Regions from separate parts of the Mus musculus genome. Here regions 1 and 2 are each linked to region 3. A link is a contact called in public Hi-C and Micro-C data. All regions are on one chromosome and are shown on one strand. The core of a region is the stretch at or near the end of the contact, and the rest is flanking DNA. Distances in the headings are between cores, read along the strand shown.

Evidence for each region. Hi-C and Micro-C count contacts between places; a contact is called where the count stands out from the background.
Region 1: a Hi-C map of rod photoreceptor shows a contact between it and region 3, with 2.2 times the contacts expected there. The contact joins the enhancer-like site here to the promoter of Enah in region 3. A contact is called at or near these places in 1 of 15 datasets of contacts at CTCF or cohesin (CD8 T cells), 4 of 484 Hi-C or Micro-C datasets (the HL-1 cell line, cortical neurons, nephron progenitors and 1 more), 3 of 115 datasets of contacts at active chromatin or transcription factors (embryonic stem cells and forebrain) and 4 of 9 other capture datasets (adipose tissue, embryonic stem cells, liver and 1 more).
Region 2: a contact with region 3 is called in a Micro-C map of the HL-1 cell line, with 1.9 times the contacts expected there. The contact joins the enhancer-like site here to the promoter of Enah in region 3. A contact is called at or near these places in 5 of 39 promoter capture datasets (the 3T3-L1 cell line, epiblast stem cells, hippocampal neurons and 1 more), 1 of 15 datasets of contacts at CTCF or cohesin (the NIH/3T3 cell line), 22 of 484 Hi-C or Micro-C datasets (the 3T3-L1 cell line, 3T3-L1-derived adipocytes, the C2C12 cell line and 13 more), 10 of 115 datasets of contacts at active chromatin or transcription factors (the NIH/3T3 cell line, embryonic fibroblasts, embryonic hindbrain and 3 more) and 3 of 9 other capture datasets (adipose tissue, liver and pancreatic islet).

The regions. Positions count from the first base shown.
Region 1 is chr1:181,983,266-181,987,661 of GRCm38.p6, forward strand. The region is part of intron 1 of Enah (ENAH actin regulator); the gene reads right to left. It also overlaps the pseudogene Gm51706. Among named protein-coding and RNA genes, the nearest start is that of Enah, 35 kb to the right of the region's middle. Within about 2 kb of position 2,801, at least 17 of the 459 cell types and tissues checked have an H3K27ac peak or open chromatin away from gene starts, as enhancers often do. A contact at or near this core is called in the HL-1 cell line, pancreatic islet and rod photoreceptor, where this site is marked.
Region 2 is chr1:182,057,382-182,062,351 of GRCm38.p6, forward strand. No RefSeq gene overlaps it. Among named protein-coding and RNA genes, the nearest start is that of n-TSgct1, 3.9 kb to the left of the region's middle. Within about 2 kb of position 1,875, at least 6 of the 459 cell types and tissues checked have an H3K27ac peak or open chromatin away from gene starts, as enhancers often do. A contact at or near this core is called in the HL-1 cell line and the NIH/3T3 cell line, where this site is marked.
Region 3 is chr1:182,018,558-182,023,158 of GRCm38.p6, forward strand. It overlaps Enah (ENAH actin regulator), which reads right to left and starts at 1,423. Exons shown (of 15, transcript NM_010135.3): 1 at 973-1,423. The coding sequence starts at 977.

The sequences.
Region 1 (4,396 bases), core at 1,551-4,050, 34 kb before region 3:
GATCTCCTTGAACTGGCATTACATATGGTAGTGAGTCACAATGCAGACGCTGAGACTTGAGCCTGGGTCCTTCTGGAAGAGCAGCCAGTGCTCTTAACCACCAGGAAGGACATCTCTCCAGACACCACACCAATGATTTTGTAATCTAGATGAAATGACAAATTTAGTATAGAGTTTGAGTGAATTAAAAACAAAAAACAAAACAAACAAACAAAAAAAACCAGAACGACTGAAATAGCAGTGCCGAGCCCGCTGAGTGGTTGCGATGAGTAAAGTCCACTGTCCCGAACTATAGTTCATGGACAAGTAAGTAGTTATCCCTGAAGTTAAACGGTGGCAGATGTGTACAGGGAATACTGAGGGGCGGGTGGGGATGGCAGCCAGTGCGAAGCATCAGGGTGGTGGTCATCCAAGGAAACAGCGTCACCACGTTAAAAGCCTTGGAAAGAGTCTAACCAGTGTTCAGCAGTGTGTCCACACCCCCCACCCCATCCCAAAGGCCTGCTTGACTGTGATGGAGAACTGGGTCATGTACATTTTCATACGAAACTTTCTGCTAGATAAACTTTTGTGATATTCAGGGGGAAAAAAAAGACTGAAATAGTGAAATAGGTGACGTTCTTGAAAAGGGGGACCAACAAACAAACCAATCCTAACTAAACAATAAAATCGTTTTTATTGTTTAGCCAAAACTACAGAGTAAGGCTTGCTCAAAAAGAGTTCTGATCACAAGAAAGTTTGGACAGAAGGAGAGCTTAGTAGAGAAAGGGGCACAAAAAAGCAACAGTTTGGAGGGTGTGAGGTGGGGAGTGGAAAGATGACCTGATTGGTAACAGTGCTTGCCTAGCAAGCTTGAAGACCTGAATTCCATCCCCCAAAACTGTGGGCAGAGAAACAGGTCGATTCCTGAACTTGCTGGCCAGCTACTCTAGCAAAACTGGTGAGTTCAAGCATACAGTGGCAGTGCCCACCTTTAGTCAGCACTCAGAAAGTAGAGGCATAGGTGTCTCTAAGTCCAAGGCCAGCCTGGTCTATAGAATGAGTTCCAGGACAGCCAGGGCTACACAGATAAAACCTGTCTTGAAAAATAAAGAGGAGGAAGAAAGAAAAGACAAGACAAGGCAAGAAAAGAGGAGTGAGTGACATAAGAAGATAGCAGGGAGGGGGGGGGGGGCTGGTGAGATGGCTCAGTGGGTAAGAGTACCCGACTGTGCTCGCGCGCACACGCACACGCGCGCGCACGCACGCACACACACGCACACACACACACACACACTCACCAACAACTTTCTAAAATAAACATTACTAGGGGCTAAAGAGATGGCTCAGCAGTTAAAAAACACTTGCTAAGCCGGGTGTGATGGCGCACGCCTTTAGTCCCAGCACTTGGGAGGCAGAGGCAGGTGGATTTCTGAGTTTGAGGCCAGCCTGGTCTACAAAGTGAGTTCCAGGACAGCCAGGGCTATACAGAGAAACCCTGTCTTGGAAAACCAAAAATAAATAAATAAATAAATGGCAAAGGTCTGCTTTGGTTACCTAAGGGCTGAGAGTCCTGTTTATTTTCAAAGACAACACTTAAGGAGCATCTATCAGGAGGGCGCAAAGTAAATAAAGCCACAATTGGACCAATGAGACAGCCCAGTGGCTGAGCAGGTGACAGTACTGGCCATGCAAGCTTGATAATCTGAGTTCTGTCACAGAGTTCAGTAAGGTGGAAGGAAAAAATGACTCTAAAAAGCTGTCCTCTGACCTCTACACACATGAATCATGGCCTGCATTCCTCCCTTCATGAGTAAGTAAAGAAATAAATAAAGCAAGCAGCTTTTGCCAAATGTAAGTTTCTAAAATTATAACAACCAACATTCAAATGTTTAAAATAAACTACTCTGTATAAGATTTTGCAAATTTAACACGCATAAAGCTATGGGTTTAAATAATCAAGATGAAAGCCCTTGCTCACCCAGGATCCTAAAGATTAGGGGATAGCAGACATGCAGTAAACTTTTTTGTTTTTGGTTTTGGTTTTTCGAGACAGGGTTCCTCTGTATAGCCCTGGCTATTCTGGAACTCACTTTGTAGACCAGGCTGGCCTCGAATTTAGAAATCCACCTGCCTCTGCCTCCCCAGTGCTGGGACTAAAGGCGTGCGCCACCACACCTGGCTTAGTAAGCTTTTAAAATGAGTCATGCATTGCAACGGTGTACTTGTAATACCAAAACTACTGAGGCTAAGGCAGAAGGACCAGAAACCTGAGGCTACTCAATAAGATCTTTTTAAAATAAAAAAATGAAAACACTGTTCCATAACTTTCTCCACATATATGATTTCAAGGGATCCATCTCATTTAACTATTAAACTATTTCTGAGTTCTCTAATCTGATGAACAATATACACTATGAATAAAGTAATAATAACACTGCTTGCTAAATAAATAAACTCAGAAACTTAAAGCAAACTTGTTGGAATATATAAAAAAAGAATTCCTTGACATCTTTTATTTATTTAAAAAAATGTATTTTGTCTTAGTGCTCAGTTACTATGAAAAGACAGCATGACCCAAGGCAACTCTTAGGAAAGAAAGCTTTTAATTGAGGGCTTGCTTATAGTTTCAGAGGTTTAGTCTACTATCATTATGGTGGGGAGCATGGTGGCACACAGGCAGAAGCTGGAGCAGGAACTGAGAGCTACACCCTGATCCATAGGCAGAGAGAGAACCTTGGGCCTGGTATAGGTTTCTGAAACCTCAAAGCCCAACCCAGTGACACATTGTCTCCAACAAAGCCACACCTCCTAATCCTTCTAATCCTTCCAGATGGTGCCACTCTGGTGACTAAGCATTTCAATGTAGGGGCCTATAGGGGCCACTCTCATCAAACCACTGCAGGATTATTCAAGGTATTAAGTCCATAGTCCTTTTGCTGTGGTTTCTGTCGTTTTTTTTTGTGAGAACAGGTCTCAGTATGAAGCCCAGGCAGACCTCAAGCTTACAGCAGCCCTCTTGCCTAAACCTCCATAGATACTGGACTACAGGGATATGCTACCACACTGCATTTTTTTGTTTTGTTTTTCTGTAACTGGAAATGCCATTATTTCTGAGTAATAATGATCAAATGAAGATTAAACTGTAAAATAAAGGCAATTAAAAAAGAAGTAATTAAGTAGGTGGGAAAATATATGCTAGACACTATCAAAGAGCCATGTGAGTGACTTAGAGTAACAAATAATACGTTTACATTGTACAAGTGTTGATCTAAAACAATGGAACACTTTACAAAATAACAAAAAAACAGATTCTCTTCTATTCAGCTAAAGGTCACACATACACACACACACACACACACACACCCAAGCAGTAAATATTTTCAAGTAGTAAACAGCAAAGATTTTAAAATACACATCATTTAGGTTGTTTAAGGCCCAAGATAAATGATTACAAGATAGCTACAAGCATACTTTGGTCAACAACCAGTCCTTAATGATTGTGAAGGGTTAAACATTTTACACACAATAGGGATTATGGCTGGGCTATAGAGCTGATTCCCACTGGGCTTGAGAGAAAACAAATGGAATCAAGTTACTTGTTAATCTCTGAAATACATTACCTCGAGGGAGTATTGTGGTAGGCTTAAACACTGCAACCTAGTATGTGAAAAATACTCCAAAGTAAAGTTTAAAACACATATGAAAGTGTTGTGTCTGTTCCTCCAGACCCTTAGTTGTACTGTGCCACAAACTATGCCAACAAAGCAAAAAAGGTATTATAATCTAATTTTAAAACAGACTCAACTCAAAACCACCTCACTTTGAAATCCTATTGTGAAATAGGTTCTTTTACTTCTCAGCTAAAAAATGCCTAACAGGTACAACCAGCCTTTGCAATTACACTCTCTCAGCAGCTGTGGTTACCTACACCAAACCCGTACATTATCAGTCTAGTCAACATTTCACCAAGAATGGGGAGGAGGGGATTCACAAGGTCCCACTCCTGGTTGAGAAGCTACAAAAAATCATGGCTGCTAGTGCAAAGACAGTTTCTACGGGTGTGAGCTGCCCCTGGCTGGTTGTCCCATGCTATAATGGCAGCCAAAACAGAGCACAGTGAAACGGTGGGGGGAGAGGAGGAGGAGGGACTAACACAACCAAGTATGAAGCAAGTGCAGGAGCTGTCACTAATCTCCCCTGAAAACCAAAGCTGATTTACAGAGGCCCTTCTTAAATATGGCACATTATATCCTGAGCTATTTTTAAACACAATTAGAAAATCAAAAGCAAGCAAATAGATGTATTCAAGAAATCATTTTTAAGACTAATTGCAATTAGCTAGGAATAAATACTTTGTCTTGAAACAAAATGACTATTTAAAATAAGCTCTATTACATGAAGTCTACAGTGAAAA
Region 2 (4,970 bases), core at 625-3,124, 39 kb after region 3:
ACTCCAGATGTTACAAAAATTTACTGACCGAAAATGTACATACATTAAACTCTTCAGCTGCCTCTTCAAGGTCATGGGGATTTAATACAGTCTCTTCTTCCAGAGCTCTGGACTGGCCCTGATCAGTGAAGTTCCAGCCTCATTACAAACCAAGAGGGCTTCATTTTGCACTATTTATTTTCTGTTTTTCGCTGGCTCCCCCCAAGACTGTACATGTTCCTTTAAGACATTTTTCCTTTTGATAATCCTTTGCAGGGCTCTTTTGTAGGCATGAGAGATTATTCTGTTTTGATTCTTTGTCCCCGAAATACCATCCAGGCGTATTCTCTCTGCTTCATCTGATCAAATGAAATTATTTTTAGTAGAGGCTCTTCGTTTTGCAAGACAAGCTTATAATCGTGGAAAGCCCTTTGGCTTGTAGATATGCGGACTCGGTGGCGGTGCCCATCAGCAATGGCGATGTTGGCCTACACAGAGCATGACCTTTGATCCCACCCTCTCTGCTTATGTTGCTGAATATGGAATCTGTAGCTCGAATAATTTCTGATATCACCCTCCTGAAACCCATCCCTGAAGGCTTTTTGGTTCTCAATAGCCCCGTGCGACATCAGGCAGCAGTGGCTGTAAGCACCTTCCCAGGGGTGCACACACGCATTTACACAACTCTGCCAGGTACTTTCACACACTCCCTTAGCACACGGGAAGCACAGTCCCTCTCACTGGAGCCCCGCAGGGTAAGCTTGGAAAAATGCGAGCACTGCGTCATGAACCATGGTGGCTTTTGCATTCTGTGTAATTTGAAGACAAGATTCCTTTGCTGTGTGTCACCTCCTATATAACCACTGTTGTCCAATATTTCGTAACCATCAATTCTTTGCCAGTGCCCACATGCAAAAATGGGTTTGTATTAAAAAATAAATGAGAACAGCACATTCTATGTGGTGCAGTGTATCAGCAGTTTCCACCAGAACCCTCTCTGCCTGCCCTTCCTCTTAGAGGAGACAAAGGACAGAGGCAGAGCTTGCTAAGCCCATGACAGTGCCTGGAGAGGAGGGCAAAGGGATGTCAGAGTCAAAGAAAGGCCCCTTTCCTTTGAAATATCTAAATGTTCAAACGTGGGAGCAGCCACAGCAGGAGAAAGCTGTGCTATGCATGCTGAGCTGGCTCTATGAGCCATCCCTTTCCACCTAGACAGCTCCATCATTCTCAAGTTGAAAATCCAGACCGTCAGGCTTGCAGTGACTTTATTATTATCACATAATAAGATCGGAAGTGGGGGATCTGCTTCCCATCCTCCGGAACTTGGGGTCTCTCGCCCCACCACCTTTACCAGGGAGGTATTGTCCTCGTGTGTGTGTGTGTGTGTGTGTGTGTGTGTGTGTGTGTGTGTGTGTTGCCTTCTGTGTACCTCAACGCAGGAAGAAAGGACAACGGGGTCTATCAGCTACATAGTCTCCTTTCATGTGGACACCAAATGTTTTCCTGAAGCTGGGCATGACAGTGTCCGGTAGAATCCAGCTCCTTAGGTCAGTGAGGCAGGAAGATCACAGCAGGGTGCTTAAGAGTTTGGGTCAGGCTGAGGGAAATGCCACGGAAAAAAGGACAGGGGGAGGGGGAAGGAGAGGTAAGGAAAAGAAAGATTCTTATTATCTTCTTATTGGTCGGAACTGTCACGTGATCACTTTCCAAAGGCTTGAAAAGTCATTTTTAGCGTTACAAGCTCAGTGGAGAGGTGCCCTTTTGAATCCAGGAAGCCCTGGGTTTCATCTCCAGCATCACAAAAGCTAACAGGATAAGAGCAATAAGTAAGTTTTAGTTGGGAATATTGCTAGCTTGCCCCAAATAGAAGCCTTGTCACGTGGTTCTGCTAATGGCACTCCACAGCTGCTGGTCCTCAACTAGTATACAGATGATGGCGGGAAAGGAAAGGAGACAGAAGGGGAAACATACTGACCATGGAGGGGAAGTGACTGGTACCATGATGGTTTCTAGATGTGCCAAAAGAGAATGGTCCCCAACCTTTTGTTCATCTGTGAGCACTTTGTAATGAACTGTTAATTCTCCATTAAAGCCATTATAGAGATTATTTGTTTAGATTAATGGGAAAGTAAAAGGGCACAGGCATTTCACTCATTTGATTAAAGCTATTCCAGAACTTTCCATAGCTTCCGTTTTAGTCCGTTGTCTGATGGCATAATAGACGTCTGCTGACAACTAAATGCTAAATCACGAAGGTTTGTCTGACTCAGGGTTTTGGTTCCTGGGAAGTTGGAGAACGAGGTGCTGGGGTTTAGTGAGAGCCTTTGTACTGACTCAATGGGGTAGGGGAGCAGAGGGGCAGCAGGGCAGCCATGCAAGCATGAGGTGAGTGGAGGGAGAGAAGGAGAAAGAGAAAAGGTAGGAACCAAAGTCATAGGTACATGCACTCCTGGAGAATGGCGTCAGTCATCCCCTTAGAACTTCCTTTTAAACAGCTATTGATATATTGGGAGGCACACGTGCCACCACATGTCTGTGGCAGTCAGAGGTTCACTTGTAGAAGTCATTTCTCTCCTTCTATCGTGTGAGTTCAGAGACCAATCTCAGGCAGTCAATCTTGGCGGCAAGTTCCTGCTGAGTCATCTCACCATCCCATCAATCACTAGCCAATCCTGTATCTTTGCCAGAACTTATGTGTAGGGCTGTGCATCTGTATGTGAGTATGTACATGAGTATGGTGTCTAGGAAGCAAGAAGAAGGTTTCTGATTCCCTGGAACTGAGTTTTATAGGAGGTTGCAAACCATCAGTCATGAGTGCTGGGAACCGGTCAGGTCCTCTTTAAAATCACCAAGTGCTCTTAACCACCAAGCCAGCTCTCTATTCCCAAAGCTCTATATCTCAATGCTGTTATAGTGGAAATTACATTTCGTTATGAGTTTGGGAAGGGACATTCAAATCATAACAGTTTGAAAAATAACCTGCAAAGTCCTTGCCGTGACCTTTGCACGGCTCAGGGCACTGGGACACTGTCCCTTTAATCTTAGTTGTCTGTCTGTCTGTCTGTCTGCCTGCCTGCCTCTGGGCCCTTGCACAAGACCTGTTTTCTCACCCTTCCCTGTTCTGATTCTTGCACCCTGTTCTTTCTTCAGCATAGAGCTTCAGCTTTCTCTGACCCCTCAAGTTAGTTTAAACCCTAAATATGTTTACCTTTCCTTTAGCATTTACCTAAAATAATTATTTCGTAATGTATTGCTCAAGTCTGTTTAGCCTTCTGGACTGTTTGTGAAGGTGTAAGTGTTCCCGTTTACCACCTGAACTATACAGCCCCAAGCTCGGCATCTGCTGTGTAGTAACCTCTTGTACACACTTTCTAAATAAATGAAAATTTACAGGCATGCAGAGTTGGCTTTTTTTTTTTTCTTCTGAGAGTATTTGTTAATGCCTCTCAATATATATATAGTCCTCTGGCTGTGCTGGTCAGCAACAGCTCATCTTTAGCCTGCAGCAAGATAGGCACAGAAGCTGAGAGAGTTTGAAAGTCTAATGGCAATCACTAAAGTGTTGGTTTGCAGCGATTTGGAAGTGTTTGACACTGAAAATGAAGTTAGTCCTGCATCACAGTGGAGCAGTGTTGCTGTGGATTATACATTGCAAACCATCATTGTACTAATATACACTTCTCGCCCTTCTCTTCCTTGCCCTCACCTTCTGCCGTGTTAAGCACAGTCTGGCTCCAGTAAACACCAGGTAAATATCTGTTATTGTTACAACTTACAATATGCTTGGGAGAACAAGTTTATACAAAGTAAGGCAGGAAAAGGAGAAGGAGGAGGAAAAGAGGAGGAAGAGGAGGAAGAGGAGAAAAGGGGGGGGGGAATAGACCTGTGAGACAGCTTCATGGGTTACGGGGCTTACCAAGTCTAATAACCTGAGTTCTATTCCCAGGACCCACATGGTGGAAGGAGAGAACTGACTCCCACAAGTTGTCCTCTGACCTCCAGAGTCATTCTGTGCCACATGGCTGCCCCACCCACCTACATACACATGCACATGATTAAGATAAAATGCAGAGTTCATAGACCGGGCAGTCTGTGCACCTCAGTGACACAGCTTCTCAGTATCTTATCCTCAACATTTAAAAGAACCAATGACAAAAAGATCGATAAGAGATGGTTGTGATAACAGCAATCACTCGGACAGGACAGCAACAGAGGTGGACATCAAGCCTGATCTGAGAGCCCACGGAGGACAGTAGGCCATGTGCCCAAGGCAGGCTGAGGCCGGGTTCTGATCTCCGGGCAAGGAAGATATCTGCACAGCAGAGCTCGTATGTTCATGCCTGGTTCTTCCTTGGGAAAAAGTTGCAAGTTGGATGATCACAGAAGGAGGAATACACCTTCTTTTTTTTTTTAAGATTTATTTATTTTATTTATATGAGTACACTGTAGCTGTCTTCAGACACACCAGAAGAGTGTCCTTTCCCACCCCACCCCTGCAACCCCTGCTCACCACAGACCAGTAACCTTGGGAATACCTTGAACTCATGGATTCCCTGGAGACTGCGGGCACAGTGGTACAGCACCTACCTGCTACTCACCATGCCCTGCTCTTGGTCTCCAGTAAGACAAAGGAGAAAAGACTAGAAGGCCTCTCTGAAGGCTCGGCCTGGCTCTTCCCCCATTCTCTGATAGGACGTCCAGTCTGTGCCACGGAATTTAGGATTCAGATTATTTCGCCTTCGCGGCTCAGCATTATTTGGTGTGTGTTCATTTAGCCATGCCTCCTTCCCACTTGACGAGCAAGCTCTTGGTGACTGCTTCCCCAGCACAGAGCAGCGCCCAGGACAGGGCTATAAGAAACCTTGTCAGTGGTGAGGACCATAACTCTGGGACATCAATAAAGCTTAGGGGTTAGGGGAGTGTTGGACACAGGGCCTCGTCACTTGTGACCTTAGAGGGAGAGTGAAAACAATAAGCGACAGAGTCAGAAG
Region 3 (4,601 bases), core at 173-2,672:
TCAGCCTTCAGTCTACGAGGTCCTATTTCTCACTAAGTCTTGCACCAATCCAAAAGCGGGAGGTTATGGACACAAAACAACCTTAGGAAAGGCTTGGGGTGGGTGGTCGCCAATGAGTGACACACCACATCATGGTTTATTCTCCTACACAACTGGAGAGACAAAAATTAAAAAACATCACACCATATGTTTCACCGTATCAATCAAAAAGCATTTCACCACGGTACATCCAAGACTTTCCTTTGGGGCTGAAAAATAAATAAATAATTGTATTGATTACAGAGGAAGGGAAACGCGGCCGCTTCTGCTGCAATGCAACACAGGCTGCTACGAACCGGAGAGAAGGGCTTTCCAAACAAAACCCTCCCCCGCCCGGGCTTACAAACCTCAACCAACTTATCCCAGCCTCACACTGTCCCCCGCCAGAGGAAACCTAGTAAATGCTCTCCCTTCCCCCACCATCGAGAAATGTTCACCTTTCCCCGCTCCTCCGCTTTACCCCTACCAGAGGCACTTTATTCCCCGCAGAGATTTCAAACCTTCCAAACTTTCCTCCCCACCCCCCTTTTAATTAAACACTAGAGCTTTGTACTAAAAGTGCAGAGAATTTTTACAGATGTACGGAAAATACCTGTTTCTCGGCAACGAGCACGCTACGACTACCGAGCCCCTCCCCATCTCCTGGGTTTCGTTAACCCAGGCTGGGGGAGGGAGGGAGGGAGCTGGCATATTGAATTGAGGAAGGGAAATCCTGGGTAAAAGAAGAGCATCGGAGGGGGACACCGGGAGGAGCCCCCTCCCCCAAATCAGAGCGGCTGGGCAGGGCAGCTGGACCGGAGAAACCCGAAGGGACAAAAGGGAGCGAGAAAGAGCCGGGAGAGCCGAGCCGGCGCCGCGGGCCGGGGCAGGCGGGTCCGCGCAGAGCGGTCGCGGCGCCGCGGCACAATGGCTGGCGGCCCGCGCGCCCCTCACCTCATGGTGCCGGCGGCGCCGAGGCTTCCCCGGCGCGGGAGCCGCCGAGCGGAGGGTCTCTTCTCAGGCGGGGAGGCGGACGCCGCGGGGACGCGCGAGCAGAGGCGGCTCCGGCTCCGGCGGCCGGGCTACACCATCTCCGCGCGCAGAGGCGAGGCGCCGGCCCGCCGAGCGCGAGCGACCACGGGCTGGGGACGGGGCACGGGGCCGAGGCGCCGAGCGGGTCCCCGGCGGCCGCCGCCTCCTCCGCCTGCGTCGCCGCCTCCTCCCCGCCGAGCCTCGTCCGCCGCTTCAGACGGGAGCCGCCGGGGCCGCGCGCCCGTCCGTCCGTCCGTCCGTCCGCCCGCCCGCCGCTCCAGAGGCCGCTCCGAGCGCGCCGCCGTCACCGCCGCCGCCGAGGCCGTGAGGAACCGGCAGCTGCTGCAGCCGCGGGAGGAGAGCCGGGCTCGCCGCGGGGCGCCGGGGGCGGGGCGGCGGAGGAGCACGCAGGCGCCGCCCTCCTCCCGCCGCCCCCGCCGCTCCCGCTTCGCCCGCTCCCCTCCCCCTCCCTCCCGGGGCGAGGGGCGTTGCGCACGAGGGGGCTGCGGGGCGGCGGCCGAGGCGAGGCGGCGGTGCGGCCACGGCCCTTTGTTGCCGCCCACCCGGCTCCGCGCCCCCCGCGGTCGGAGGGGGGCTCGGCGCCCGCTCTGCCCTTGACCGCGCTCTCCTGCCGCGGCCTTCCCGCAGCCCGGAGGCTGAGGTGAGGAGCGAACCGCGGTGGGGGGGTTGGGGGGGGCGTGACGAGCCGGGCGCGATCGCGGAGAGGACCAGGGCGCGCGGGCCGGCATCCCCCTCTGCGCGTCCCCGCCGCGATGTGATTCCCTCCCACCCACCCCCACCCGTGGGATGTAGGCGGGATGTAGGAGAGTTCCGAACACGCAAAACGTGGCCATCGTCGTCCCCCGGATTCCCGAGGACCCCCGAGCGTGCTGGACCTGGGGATCCGGCCGACGCGCGCACAGTACTGGGATGACTGCACAAACACACGCGCGCATAAACGCGCACACACACACACACACAGCTAACGCATCGGTGTCGGGAAACGCGGTGGCCCGAGGCACGCGGAACCCTGTGCAGCCGCGAGAGACGCAGCCCGTGGAACCCTTTCTGTCGTCACCAGCTGAAAGGGAATCCCGGCCGGGGGCGGGGAGGGATGGAAACTGAGGATAATTTTAAATGCTCTGTCTTTCACCTAGTCTGGAGCTCACCTCCTTGAGAAGGTAGATAGAAAATACTAACGCAGCGAATGGTTTAGTCAGATGGTGCAGGAGGCCTCTGAGAAGCCCGAATTTGGGGCGGGGGGTGTAGAATGAAAAACAGCAAATCCAATGATCTAATAAAATTTTTTAAAAACTGAGAGCCCGCTTTCGTGCGCAGTATACAGATGCCTAGACTAGGTTAGAAAGGGTTTTTGCAGCTACCCGATTTCTATTACATCCAAAATGGAGGACCTAGCAATACTGCAGGAATCCATTCAAAAGTTTGATGTTCCATATAAAATGAGCTGCGGTTCTAAAGATACTTATGAAAGCTGGCATTCTGGGCACTTTCAAATGACAAGCTAACGTATCCTATCCATCCTTGGTCAATGCCTGAATTGTCTGGAGAACAGTTTAACCTGTTTTAACTATGAAAAGCCTCCTGGTTTCAGAGCTCAACAAAGGCGGTTTGCTTTTTGGAAGGAAGCCCTGCAAGAAGCAGTGACCTAGAGCTGTGGCACAGGACCAGGGTGGCCTCGGGTAGTAAAAAGCACGGTGCCTCTGCTCTAAACATGGTGTACTTGAAGAACACTAATTTCCACCCACATAGCTAATTACAGCTTGCCATCACAGAGCATTTTATTCAAGGATCTCCAAGGACTGAAGAGAAAACAGCCCTGTCAGCCAAATGTCCTTGTTGCCCATATTACGAGAAGAGACAGAAATATACATCTCAAACAACCTCGTGTGTTATTAGTACAATAGCCGTGATTAGAAAAACATCTCAGCTCTGAGGTGCACTGCCTTTGTATAAAGGGCATCTGTATAAAATGCTTGCACCTCAAGTATTCAACAAGTTAACTAATGTCTAGAAAGAGGAAAAAAAGCACTAATGCCTATTGAATCTTCTTGGGGAAAGAATTAAGACACATTCAGCCAGAAGTCACCCCAGCTCTCCTTAGTTCATTCATACCAATATAGTAAGTACAACAGAGCTTAGGTTTCAGATAAAAGCCTTACCACCACCAGAAGAGGTGGAGATACTGCTGTAATGACTCAAACTATCTCTTGTCAGAGACAAGAAACACCAATAAAAATTCCTTGCGAATGACATCATAACCTGCTTCTCATTTTTGCTAGCTAATCCCATCCTGATCTAACGAAATCACCATCATCTTTATGCTAACAGCTGATGTCCCCATGGTATGAGTACCAAATTAAGTGATCCAAGAGGAAAATGCTATTCTTGTTTTCTGTGTTTATTAAAAATGTACCAGCCAAGAATGTTGGCTGCCTACACCCATTTCCATTCTTTTTAATGGCAGCTTGCCAGCTCACAAGTTGGTCACACCATTGCCTTCGGATTTAGATCTTGCATTGGCCAGCCTGACCTCCAAAGGTCATTTTGTGGAAAGACGGTTTGTTCGCTCTAACAAAATGTTACTTCTTGTTCATATTTGGTCTAACATTGAAAGGACAAAATGGAAACTTGAGCTAGAAACAAGACTAATTCTGGTCACGTGGGAAACTTCAATGGACTGTGTTACTATATAGAATGAAAGAATTTTAGAGGGGAGATATCTTAAGTCATTCAGTCATTTAGAAGAAGAATGTGAAATCGGATAGGTTAAGTAACTTGCCCATTGCCTCATAGTGCCTTTGTAGTAGAACTGAAACTCAAACCCAGGATTTCCATCTCTTGGTACCTTGTTGTTCCTCCCACATCATACTGACTTCCCACAGCTGATTCTCTCCTCATAAACCTAAACTTTTGCTTAAAAATAAAGTTGGCGTGACTGAATCATTGAAGTCTTTGAAATGATCTCAGCTCCATACTATACTCGAACACAGTGCCAGGACCAACACGTAGGGACCTGATGTTTGAAAGGTGAATGGAAGAATGAATCAGTGAGTGAATAGACAGCTCCCCTAAGATATGGAAGACACTATTCAGAAGAAATGCATGTGTGTGTTGTGCACATGCATGTGCTAGGGATCTAACCCTGCTTTCACATGCTAAGCTAGGTGTTCTCAACCACTAGCTACGTTCCCACCTCGAACTTCCTTCCTAACACAGTAGAGCTCAACTTTCTCTCTCTGAGATGTTTTACCCCAGCTTGGTGTAGCAGATTGACCCACACTACTGGGAATGAGAGGAACCAAGCTTCTGCTGCCCCTAGGCCAGCTATGGGAGTCAGTCTGGCTTTGAGGGCTTCCCCCGAGCCAGCCTTGGTTAAATTGATAGCATCAGTAGGCTTGGTCTCCATTTATGGACATGAAGAGGAAGCATGACTGAAGCTTCTCCACCATCAGAAGATCACTGCTAAGAGCTTAAAGCCTTCCCCCTCCTCATCCCTTTAAGTTCTCCTTGGATTACCTGGGAGGGGTGAA